2 separate regions of the Hordeum vulgare genome follow, and region 2 is linked to region 1. The links are chromatin contacts, called in public Hi-C maps. All regions are on one chromosome and are shown on one strand. Each heading gives the region's core, a stretch centred on a gene start, on an enhancer-like site or on the middle of the called end of the contact. The rest is flanking DNA. Distances are from core to core; before and after follow the strand shown.

The links. A called contact is a pair of places that touch in the nucleus more often than the background predicts.
Region 2: a contact with region 1 is called in a Hi-C map of seedling, with 2.8 times the contacts expected there. The contact joins the enhancer-like site here to the promoter of LOC123412567 in region 1. A contact is called at or near these places in 2 of 6 Hi-C or Micro-C datasets (leaf and seedling).

What each region holds. Positions count from the first base shown.
Region 1 is chr7H:121,251,379-121,257,832 of MorexV3_pseudomolecules_assembly, reverse strand. It overlaps LOC123412567 (importin-9), which reads left to right and starts at 4,205. Exons shown (of 33, transcript XM_045105517.1): 1 at 4,205-4,475. The coding sequence starts at 4,358.
Region 2 is chr7H:121,501,932-121,508,385 of MorexV3_pseudomolecules_assembly, reverse strand. No RefSeq gene overlaps it. Among protein-coding and RNA genes, the nearest start is that of LOC123411753, 180 kb to the left of the region's middle. Within about 2 kb of position 2,510, at least 3 of the 3 cell types and tissues checked have open chromatin away from gene starts, as enhancers often do. A contact at or near this core is called in leaf and seedling, where this site is marked.

The sequences.
Region 1 (6,454 bases), core at 2,956-5,455:
CCAGGTAGCCATGCACCCCCTTTATACCTATATATGTGCCTCATGCACGACCAGTAAAGTCATCGATGCATCCAACATAATTCTCTCATCCAACACCAGTGTTTTTGGCTATTTTAGAAATATATAGTTTCGGAGTTGGAATTTTTTGGGAAAAATCATGTCAAATTTTCTATATTATAAGGGAAGCACGAGGCAAAACATGGGTTAGAGGGGGCCACAGGGTGGCCACACAGGCATTCCCTACCCGTGTGATGTACCCATGTGGTGGTTGTGTAAGGCGGTTTGCGCCGCCTTTCGGTTCAAGTCTTGTAAAAGAAGCTTCTAAACCACCCTAAAAAATTATATTTGTCGGAGTTAGAAATCTCCGAGAATTTATAAAACGGTGAAACGACTCAAAAAGCAACAGAGAGAGAAATTGCAGAAAAAATTCGTCAGAGAGAGGATCCAATCTTGAAGGAGGTCTCACCCTCTAGAAGCCATGAACATCATGAATGGGATGGAGAAACCTATCCACCTATGGGTGAGGCAGTGAAATTGGTGTCTTACTACCGCCAGAGTTATGGGAGGATCGGCCGGCCACCCGGGGCCTACATCCATGTCCTGGTCAATGATATCTCACAAGTGTAGGAGATATATTGTAGATATTTTTGTAAGTAATAGTCTCGAACCCAATAAAAAGCAGAGGAATTGGTTAATGAAAACTAGAAAAAAAAGTTTAGTGTAAAGTTGCAAAAAGTGTTTGATGGTTTGTTTGAGTGAAGGAGTAAATGCAAGAAAGTAAATAATAACAAAAGTGCAACTGTGCATAAAGTAGCCCAATATGAATGTGATCAGAATGAGCCGGTGGTTTTATTTATAGTCAAGTCATTCTTGAGGACACACGAAGTTCCACCAAGTTGTTCATCTAAATTCGTTGAGTAACTTTTCATTACTTTGATAATTTGTTCTACGTTGTACCTATGATAACGTGTAGTTTTCACTTGAACAAACAATGTACTTATGATTATACCCTCTCTCCAAGCATCCACAAACACAAAAGAATAATTAAAATAAAATTTGACCATACTCTTAAACTTTGGCGTCCCAACAACCCCTCGTGCAATAGTTCATAAACTTAGGGTATGGTAATTTATGTTTCCCTTAAAAGTGAAGTGATAAAGTTGATGTTAGTACATCACCACTAGAGAATTGCGACACAACACAATATCAAAACATCAAACTAGATTCAACTTTACAAGATTACAAGCATCAAGGTTTATCATTTTTTGAAAACTATGAATATTTTTTTGATAATTTTAATTTTTGTGGGGAGCTATCAATATTTTTAATTTCCATTTTTTTCAAAAAATTGAACATATTAAATAATTATGAACATTTTTGAATACATTAAGATTTTGTTTGAAAAAGCACATTCATCATTTTTTAAGTGAAACATTGAAAAAAATAAGTTTTTGAATTTTTTGAAAAAAAGATAAGAACCATTGAAAAAAGGGAAAAATTCATGAAGGAAACAATAAAAAAGCAGATTAAAAGGAAAAGCCGGACCTAAACCATCTAGAAGGCCCACAAAACTGTTAAAAACGGACTGGAATATAGACGAAATCACTAATTAGCGAGTACTCCTTTCAAAGATCACTCCAACCCTAGGTCGCGACAAGTGGTGCACTGCATGCGTGTCACTTGTATTAACGTGTGAGTTTTTCCTTTTTCGTAGATTCGTTTTTTCAAAACGTCTTATCTCCTAAACCTTGCGTCCAAATCTCGAACAGTTTTCACCATTGGATTTCTCGCGTCGAGATCTTCAAAACTAAATCCCATGTTGATAGATTTTGATTTTTTTTACGAAAAATACCGGACCAAAAAACCATGTCTCCCGTGATAGAAAAAACAAAAAAAAAATGTTTTTTTTCGCATTTTCTCCTTTCCGAGACTCACGAAGGCAAAACCGTACCTCTCAGAGAAGCAAAATCATGCCTCTCTAAAAAAACGCAATTTTTCCTTTCTGAAAGGCACGTGCGTGCCTGTCACAAAGGCAAAACCGTGCCTCTCGCGGAAGCAAACCGTGCCTCTTGCGGAAAAAAACAGAAAATATGTTTTTCCCTTCTCGAGTGCCTCTCGCGGAAGCAAAACCCTGCCTCTTGCTAAAAAAACGAAAACATGTTTTTTCTCTTTCCAAAAGACACGATCCCGCCTCTCGTAGAAGCAAATTCGTGTCTCTCGTGGAAGTAAAACCGTGCCTCTCGCCAAAAAAACAGAAACGCGTTTTTTTTCGTTTCCGAGAGGCACGACCGTGCCTCTCGGGGACGCAAAAACATGTCTCCAGCGAAAGCAAAACCGTGCCTCTCATGAAAAAAACAAAAACATGTTTTTTCGAAAAAAAATTGAAATTTTTTTCGTCAAAAAATTAAGAATGACCGGTTAAAAACCGAAACACCAAAAAATAATAATAATAAACCAATCTAAAAAACCGAAAACGCGTGCGAGAAAAATAAAAAAACAAAATCCCAAGAAAATGCTCAAAACGTGACACGTGGCGGTGGCTGAAAACGCGCCAAGTGACAACGCGTGGGAGTGCTCTCTGGAAGGCTCCGAAAGAAGCACTTGCTAATTAGTGACTCCCGGTTCCAAAAGCAGGATCTGTAGAGCGTACATATGGCTTAAATGAGTTGGCCCATTTTTATAACGCCTCATACGCTCCTATGCGAACCAAGTACATTTGGACGCAATGAGCATCCAATAGGATCTACGCACAATGAGCCTTTAAGTTCACCTTTAAGTTCACCTTTAAGTTCAATGTAAAGTTACAAAAAATGTTTGATGGTTTATTTGAATGAAAGAGTAATTGCAATAAAGTAAATAATAACAAAAGTGCAACAAGGCATCAAGTAGCCCAATATGAATGTGATCAGAAAGTAAATAATATGAATGCAGTCAAGTCATTCTGAATAATTTTTTGATAATTTTGAATATTTTTTGGGGGAGCTATCAATATTTTTAATTTCCATTTTTTTGAAAATTTGAACATATTAAATAATTATGAACATTTTTTGAATACATTAAGATTTTGTTTGAAAAAGTACATTCTCAATCATTTTTTTAAAGTGAACAAAATTTGAAATTTTGATCATTTGAAAAAAGATAAGAACCACTGAAAAAAGAAAAAGAAAAAAGTCATGAAGGAAACAATAGAAAAGCAGATTAAAAGGAAAAGTTGGACCTAATCCATCTAGAAGGCCCACAAAACTGTTAAAAAACGGACTGAAATATAGAAGGTTCCAAAAGCAGGATCTGTAGAGCGTACATATGGCTTAAATGAGCTGGTCCATTTTTTTTCATAACGCCTCATACGCTCATATGCGAACCAAGTACATTTGGACGCAATGAGCGTCCAACAGGATCTACGCACAATGAGCCCCACACAGTAGAAAGACACGAATCATGACAATTGCATCGAATTGTTTGAGACTTAGAAATATCTTTTCTTTTGATTTGAGGGAGAGTTAGAAATATCTAGTAATATTTGCAGGAAGCTCGGAAAATACTACTATTCCCAGCTGAAAAAATGAGGAAGATAGTGGAATTCCTACCTATCTTACTTACTCCTTCCGTTCCTAAATATAATTTTTTTAAGAGGTTTCATTAAAGGACAACATATAGATGTATATAGACATAATTTAGAATATAGATTCATTCATTTTATTTAGTATATAACCTTTTAGTGAAATCTCTAAAAAGACTTATACTCTCTCCGTTTCAAAATTCTTATCTTAAGTTTGTCTAGAAATAGATGTATCTAAATACTAAGATATGGCTAGATATATTCATACATAGATAATTCTAAGACAAGATTTTTGGAACGGAATGAGTATTTAGGAACGAAGCGATTTTTCGGCGAAATTCCCCGCTATCTGTTCTTGTGTGTGTTGAGACTAAAATTCTCCAGCTATCTGGCAACTGGCATGCCCTTTCCCGCCATTCAAAATGGCAGCCGCCTCCACCAAAAAAGTCCAGCGAACGCGCACCCAACCGGCCAGCCTGGCAAGCCGGCCCAGTCCAGCGCAGCCTTTTTTTTCCCTCTCAACCCGCTCGCGCTCTCCCCATTTCCTCTTCTCCCCGGCCGCCACCACCCCTGTCTCCTCTCCTCTTCCGCCCACCCTCCGCTCCCGTATAAAAACCCTAGCGCAAAACCCCCAAATCCCCCCACCATTCCCACCACCCGCCCGCCCGCCTTCCCCGCGCGATCCCGCTCAAACCAAAATCAGCCCCGGTCAACCAAAAGGCGACCGCGCCGAGCTCCAACCCAGGCGAGGTCGTCGTCGTCGTCGTCGGCGGCGGTTGCGGTCAAAGATCGGTTGCAATGGCGGCGGACGGGGACCAGCGGTGGCTCGTGGATTGCCTGACGGCCACCCTCGACACCGCCCGCGAGGTCCGCGCCTTCGCCGAGGAGTCGCTCCGCCAGGCCTCCCTCCAGCCAGGTTCGCATTCGCCCCACCCCTCGCTCGGTTACTGCCCTTGCCGGATCGAGGCCGCTTCTGCTCCGAGTAGGTGGCCACGCTCTGTTGACCATGTGGGAGTGCGAGAGCGTCGAATTTGATCCCTCCTAGATGCGCCAGCGACTGCTTCGCAGTGTCCTAAAGCTCCCGTGCCCCATGCCACTGCTGTTAAGGAGATGCCTGGCAGATGCAATTGCCTAAATACTACCCATGGAGCTGCTTAACTTCTGTTGCGGCAACTGCTCTTGACCTGTTGCGCTGAGCACCATTGCAGTAGTGGAGTAAATTACACAAAACCAACACTTTTGAGTCAGTCTAGTGGAAAACAACCGCCTTAATTTGTCTCTCTCTCCACAAAACCACCATTCTCGAGACTAACTGTTGCAGGTAGCGCCTGTTCTCGATTGGCTGCGTTTGGCTTGAGCTAAACACCAAAGTAATGGCCCTGAACCACTGTCAGGGTAGATGTGGCATCTCACATGGACAATCCACATATTTAGATGTAGGCTCCAACATATCATTCTCATTTCTTTCCCTTCTCTCTATTCTCTCCAAAATGAGATAAATGCATGGGCGGTCCTCAAAGTTTCCGAGATGTGTCAAGTTGGTCCCAAATCTTTGAAAATGCACGTCTGGGTCCTAAATGTTACGTAAGTGATTCATTCCAGGTCCTTTTCTCGTCTGACCAGCTTTGACCCACGCCACGTGGACAGTGGGGCGTGTGGCGGGAGAATTCCCGCGCCTGGCCGTTGGAAACTTTGCATCTGAACCCTTATAAGCCTCGGTCTTTCTATTCCCCAGTCCCTAGGTTTGCTCTCCCTTAGCTCTGTTATCCCGCCGCCATGTCTCTCGCCGGAAGCTCGTCGGGTGGCAAGACATTGAAGTACAAGGCTTCCTCGTCGGTTGCACCTTTCCCAGTAGCTTCACCTGCGACGGCAGCATATGTTCAGTAATAAGTCACACTTTGGAAGTGGATCAAAGAAAGCTTTGCACCAATATCTTGGGTCAATTGCATCCAAGTACTGCCATGCTTGCTCATCCAGCACCTTCATCTCCTCCATGTACTTCTGCCAATCTGCCTCATGGGTAGCTCTTGCAATTTGCCACAATTTGTTTTTGAAGATGTCACCTTTCCAGTTCTTAGCAAAGTTTTGATGCAGGTGTCTTACACAAAATCTGTGTTGTGCATCAGGCCACAATGCATTTACAGCATTTATCAATCCCTGCAGATAACAGTCCACAAATAAGCATAAATAAGCAAAACAGGGCAATAAAGAGACATAACATGGCCTAAATAAAGACACATAACATGGCCTAAATAAAGAGACAAAACGAGCAATTTTGCCATCGACATAAGATTTGGACGAGCCTAATCTGCAAAAGAATCCACCATAGTTGATTTCTACTGTGAAGAGCTCCTCAAGTGGGCCTAAATATCACGAATCTTGTCAAAATCTACAGCTAATTTGAGCTACTTCGGATGGGCGGCGAGAAAGTGGTTGCGATAGGGTTAGGTTTCTTACTGTAGCGCGGCAGAGGATCGCCGGGTCGCCGCAGCACGAGCCCCTTGCTTGCGGGCGCCATTCATGCGGCCGCCGCGTCGGGGCGACCGCCTTAGCTATCTGCCCGCCGGAGGCGCAACATCACCGCCGCTGGTCGCCTCCCAAATTGCCAGAGAGAGAGAGAGGGGTTGGAGAGGAACGGGACCGTGGACGCTACTGAATGAGATTTGGGGGGGGGGCTTCATGCAAATATCCACGACCAGCCGTTTGGTCTCCTGGCCCCACTGTCCACGTGGCGTGGGTCAAAGCTGGTCAGACGAGAAAAGGACCTGGAATGAATCACTTACGTAACATTTAGGACCCAGACATGCATTTTCAAAGATTTGGGACCAACTTGACACACCTCGGAAACTTTGAGGACCGCCCATGCATTTATCTCCTCCAAAATCAATACCCTTG
Region 2 (6,454 bases), core at 1,261-3,760, 250 kb before region 1:
TTACTAAATGGCCATGTCCAAGCCGACTCGAGCTGCATTGGGCAGCCGAGTGGCTTATCCGCCTAACAAAAGCCGATAGGGACTAATCGACTTCGACGAAGCCGACTGGTCTAACTAGACGGACGTTGTATCATTTTCCAAAAAATTGGTCATCGGCGTAATATTTTCTAAATTTAATAAAAATATATTTAGAATCCGTAAAGTGGAACCGGTTAATTAAGACCCAAGTTTTTTTTCGGATACACACAAGCATGAGTATCATCGCATTAAATAAGAAGCGACAAAGAAGCCGGATACAAGGCCTTTCGGGCATTACAATGCTAATCATGAAAAGTAGCCTCCACAACCATCATGCACACACACACCGTCCCTACTATGATACAAGCTTTCCTAGTCTAACCTCACGCAAAGACAATAAGGCAAGCCACAAAGCAACCTAGCCACATCACAACCAACGTCGATACCTCTACAACAATACCAAGACCCAAGGCCAACAAAACCAACATACCGCCACCCAATTGCGCCAAGAGAAAGTCGGCAAGTGAAAGACAGGGCTTGGACGGACCAAGGAAATGTGTCATCGAGAGAACATCGGTGACGGCGTACATTGTGCCAAGGAGGCCCATGACCAAAGAGTCGTCCACCTTGACTCGGGCCGCACCGTCGATGCTCCTCAAGCAACAAGACAACGCCTTTAAGAAGGTAATGACGCCTTGGCACCGCCGTCATCTGGACCGAAGGATGGACCAAGGGTTTCCCCCCGAGCTCGAGGAAGGTAGTCCGATCGGGTCCAAGACAACGCCTTTACGAAGAGAACGGTGCCTGCGTGCGTCGCCGTTGTTAGCCTCATCGAAGCCGTGATTTCTCCCAACCCACATAGTAGAACCCATCGCACACCGGAGCTGCAAGAGCAGATCAACCATCGCATTTGAAAGAGTCGCAATTTACATCACAGTAGCTCCACGAGTACGCCGGCCAGATCCTTCCACGTCGATGCACCACCACCATAGTGACGTCACCGCGCCATCATTCAAAGCTGCAGCTCGCCACCACCACCACAGCTCCTCCGGCCGAGGGAGGGGACCTCAAGCACCCCAGCACACACAACAGGGCGCCTACACCACCAGATTAGGGCGCCGACGCCAGATCGGCGACAACGGCCCAAACGCTACCCCACACGCCCCAACAGCAGGAGGGGAGAGGCAGCGCCGCTGCCGACTGCAGGGCCGCCGCCCCGGCTTCCACCGCCGACGGGAGCCGCCGCACCGCGTGCAACCGAGGCAGCCAGATCGCCGAGCCAAATCGAGCCAGCACGACAGCCAAAGGCCTCCGCGCAGCCCACCGCGCCCACACGAGCTGCCAGCCCCTACATCGTCGCCACCACGCCGTCGCGCCCCGCTGCCAGCGTCATCGCACCCCGAACATGAGAATTTGTGCTACGTATTCATGAAGAAAACGGGCTGATTCTGAACGGACTGATTTCGGCAGAATTCTCTTTGAGAGCATGGTTAATAGCATAGTCAACTGCTGGCTATAAGCAGTCTTATAACCTATTTTATAGCTAGTTTGTACAATAGTTAGCTATAAAAGAGTAGTATTTTTATCATATATGGCTCACCTTTCATTCTTAGAAAGCATCTAGGAGCACGTGCTAGAGCTTAGAGCTGACTCTTTACGAAGAGTCCGCTTCCCTTCTCTCCCCTCTTCTCTCTCATCCAACAGTCTGCTGACCGTGTCTTATTGTACCGGCTCTGATGACCTTTTGGGTTGCAAAAGAGAAAGGAGAAAATGTCTTGTGAAAAGGTTTATCGTTTTACTGGTCCGCTATTTCTGACGGCTCAGTCCACGATGCAGGCGGACACGCGAGAGGATGCAAAGCCCGTTTTCCATCCACCAAAAGAAAAGGCAAAAGGAGGTAATTCTAACGGCTGTCACTTTCTTTGTATGTCGAGCAATGATCCCATTCCCGGCCCCTCCCGCTTTGCTCGACAGGCGCCCGCTCGAAATTCGAGGAGCACGAGGCCGCTTTGCCATTTGCGCGCCTTGTCTTCTCAGGCCTCTTCCTCCCCCGCCCCCTCTAGCAGCATGTTGCCAGCCAAACTGATCATGTTTATGCCCTTTTTCCTTCATGTTTACACCCTTGTATGTCTATATATGATTATCATTTGGGCCTGGGTTAGTGACCGCAAGCGCTACAAACCGATGGGAGGGCCATGAACTACACATGCTCAGTGTTTCCCAAACCGAGGCGGAGACTGGACCATATGAAGCTCAGATGCAACCCCCAGCCTCAGCCTCAGCGCCTGCATCAGATTCAGATAGGCCGGCAGGACCCCGAACCGAGATTGTTGCTTGCGCCAGCAGCCCTGAACCTGAACCACACCGCCTGCTGCGTCTGCGTGCGACGCCAATTCATTGCCCTGTCGCAACAAGACATGGCAAATAGGGCCGTAAACGCAGCACGAGAACAGCGAGCTGCTGGTCGAGCCCCTGCGCCGCTTCAGCAGCCAGCCTCGCTACAAATGGATAGGTTCCGTCACAGGACCGACAGACGCGGGCATGTCCTGGCCGTTCCCGGCGTCTCATCCGCTGGTGCCAGCCGCCCAGAAATCGACCACTCGGCCCCTCGTCGTCATGCCCGAGCCCGTAAAAACATTGCACTCGAGTGCAGAGGTTGGCACGGTACATTGTTCAATGTTTACCGCACGAAAACAACAGGAAAAGATCTGGTAATCCCCTTTACAGTTTATACTCGCCTCATAAAACAACGGGAAATTTCTCTAGGTTCGTCTCACGAGACGAGATAACCTAGCACATCAACTCTGATGTCCCGCCAGACAGTTCGTCTTCGTCACAGGATCATGCAACAGTGATGTAGTAGTACAAATGGGGCTCATCTGCACGATGAGAGTTCCCGTTTTGATAGTCATGGACTTATGATGGACCAACGAATCTAATTGTGGTTGGATGGTTAGTGCATTTTGAACGGCAACCACAAATTTCCGTTCCTGGATAGGGTATCAGTCCACGGACACACATGTCGAAAGACGTCATTCAACTGTAGCTGTATACATTCAGTTTTCCTCATTAATTTTTAAGTACACGATCAAATAGCAGCATACAAAGAATACATGCGTTTAAATAGCCGCATGGAGTACTAGTTCAAATTCAAAAGAGTTCAAATATTACATATCAACATTGTTGTCTCCTATCATCGTCCATTAATGCTCACTCAGATCTTTCTTCGGCTACTCGTGAGTTGACTGATGACGAATTTGTTGATGCATTTGAATAAACTCTTTAAATATGGCCGGATTCTGTTTCGAAAGTTGGATAAAATCATCCATGTTTTCAAATTCTAGAGATGCAGCAGCATCGCCACCCTCATCCTCGACGATCATGTTCTGCATTGTAACACCCCTGGATTATCAGCTACAGTAACCTATGTGATCAAGCTACAGTTATCGGAAGATTAAGCTAATTCATTTTTGTTAAACAGTCGTTGATCACTTTTGAATCATAATCCCATTTCAAATTCTTTCTGAAATTCAAAACTTAAGTAATAAGTGGTTCAAATATTTTGGCAAACTTGAAAACTAAAATCATGTTTGGGTTACAAATATTCCTTAAGCATTTATAAAATTGGAACCAACATTTTATCAAGTATTTTTTTGCCTCAAAACAATTATAACAGAGACTAAAACAATTAACTAAATGCCTTCTGAATTATTAAAATTCCCACACTTTCTTAGTGGGCCAAAAAAAATATTTGTGCCACAGCCTAAAAATGCAAGTTAATAAATGGATCCAATGCCAAATTTTACAAAAGTCTTTTGGTATTAAAATTAAATCAAAACAGAAGCTTTTATTTAAAAGGAGAAAGGAATCCGAGAAAAAGGAAAAATGGAAGGAAGCACTGTTGGACTGGGCCTTACACGTCTACAGTGTTGGGAAACGTTGCATGCGAAACAAAAAAATTCCTACGTACACCTAATATCAATCTATGAAGATCAATAGCTACAAGAGGGGGAGTGCATCTACATATCCTTGTAGATCGCTAAGCGAAAGCGTTAAGAAACGCGGTTGATGTAGTCGAACGTCTTAGCGATCCAAGCACGATCCGTCCCGCAATCCAATCACGAACGTCCTGATCAAGTGTCGAACGGACGACACCTCTGCGTTCAACACACGTACAGCTCGATGACGCCTTCACCTCCTAGATCCAGCGAGGGAAGGTGAAGTAGCAGCTTGAGTTCTCTGGCAGCACAACGACGTGATGCCGGAGGTGATGCAGCTGTATCGGCAGGGCTTCGCCAAGCGGTGTCGCAGTAGAACAAGGGAGAAGAACTACGAGAGAGAGAGGAGGGATGTGCCGTGGCTCTTGGGGTGCAGTTGCCCTCCCTCTCCTCTAATATATATAGGGGAAGGGAGGAGGGGTGGCGCCTTAGGGTTTCCCCTAGGGTGGGGCGGCGGCTACCAAGAGGTGGCTTGGCCCACAAGGAAGGAGGGGCGGTGACCACCTCTAGGCCAGCCCACCTCCTTGGTCGCATGGGCCTCAAGTGGAGGGGTGGCCAGCCCACAAGCGGCTGGTGCGCCACATCTCACAACCTATAGGGCCCTCCGGGACAGGTGGACCCCCGGAACTCTTCCAGAACCTCCGTCACAAAACCGATAGCTTTCTGAAACTCTTCCAAAACTCGAATACCAACTTCTCATATATCAATCCTTACCTCCGGACCATTCCACAGCTCCTCGCCATGTACAGGATCTCATCCGGCGCTCCAAACAACCTTCGGTCACCAACACAATAACTCAACTATACTATATCGTTACCGAGCGTTGACTGTGCACACCCTGCGGGTTCGTGAACTATGCAGACATGACCGAGACACCTCCAAGGTCAATAACCAATAGCGGTACCTGGATGCCCATATTGGTTCCTACATATTCTACGAAGATTTATATCGGTCGAACCACGATGTCAAGGATTAAGTCAATCCCGTACGCAGTTCCCTTTGTCCATCGGTATGCTACTTGCCCGAGATTCGATCATCGGTATCTCAATACCTAGTTCAATCTCGTTACCGGAATGTCTCTTTACTCGTTCCGTAATACAAGATCCTGTGACTAACTCCTTAGTCACATTGCTTGCAAGCTTATTCCGATGGTGTATTACCGAGTGGGCCCCGAGATACCTGTCCGTCATACGGAGTGACAAATCCCAGTCTTGATGCATGCCAACCCAACAGACATCCTCGGAGATACCTGTAGAGCATATTTATGATCACCCAATTACGTTGTGACATTTGATACTCATAAGGCATTCCTCTAGTGTGAGGGAGTTGCATGATCTCATGGTCATAGGAACAAATACATTGGCATGCAGAAAGCAATAGCAGTAAGCTTGATACGACCAAACGCTATGCTTACGGTTTGGGTCTGGTCCATCACATCATTCTCCTAATGATGTGATCCTGTTGTCAAAGAACAACTCATGTCGATGCCTAGGAAACCTTAACCATCTTTGATCAACAAGCTAGTCCGGTAGAGGCTTACTAGGGACACTGTGTTGTCTATGTATCCACACCTGTATTTGATTTTCCAATCAATACAATTATAGCATGGATAATAAACGATTACCATGAACAAGGAAATATAGTAATAACCACTTTACTATTGCCTCTAGGGCATATTTCCAACAGTCTCCCACTTGCACTAAAGTCAATAATCTATTATTATAAGGTAATGAATCTAACACCCATAGAGTTCTGGTATTGATCATGTTTTGCTCGTGGAAGAGGTTTAATCAATGAATCTGCAACATTCAGATATATATGTACTTTGCAAATGTTATGTCCTCCTCCTTGATATAATCGCAGGTGGAACTGAAACGGCGTTTTATGTGCGTGGTCCTTTTGTGAAACATTGATTCCTTAGCTAGAGCAATGGCACGAGTGTTTTCACAAAACAGGGTCATTGGATCGAGTGCATTGGCACAACTCCAAGCTCTTTCATGAATTGCTTCATCCAGACACCTTCCTTCGTTGCTTCTCTCGTCGTATCGATTCTGACAACAAAAAGGGATAGGATAAAGGAGCATGATCTATCGAGATGCAAAGAGGTGACACGGTTATTTTAGCGAGTTCGGGTCTCTCGCGGTGGAGATAACAACCCTACGTCTCGTGCTTCGGAGAGCTTCTTTCGAGTGGAATGTGTGAGTTACAAGGGGTGCGAACCCTTGTGCCAGAGGGGAGGGGTGGCTTATATAGAGTGCGCTGCCCGTCATGAATACCCGGCAACCAAGGGTTCGATCGTGGTAATAAAGGTGAACGTTATAGATAACATATGTAATAAATGCTACTTATGGCAACCAGTCGAACGCCTGTGTGTTGGCCTCCCTGGAGTGGTTTTTGATCTTCTGTGGTCGACTGACTTCTGGTTCTTCCGAGTGAAA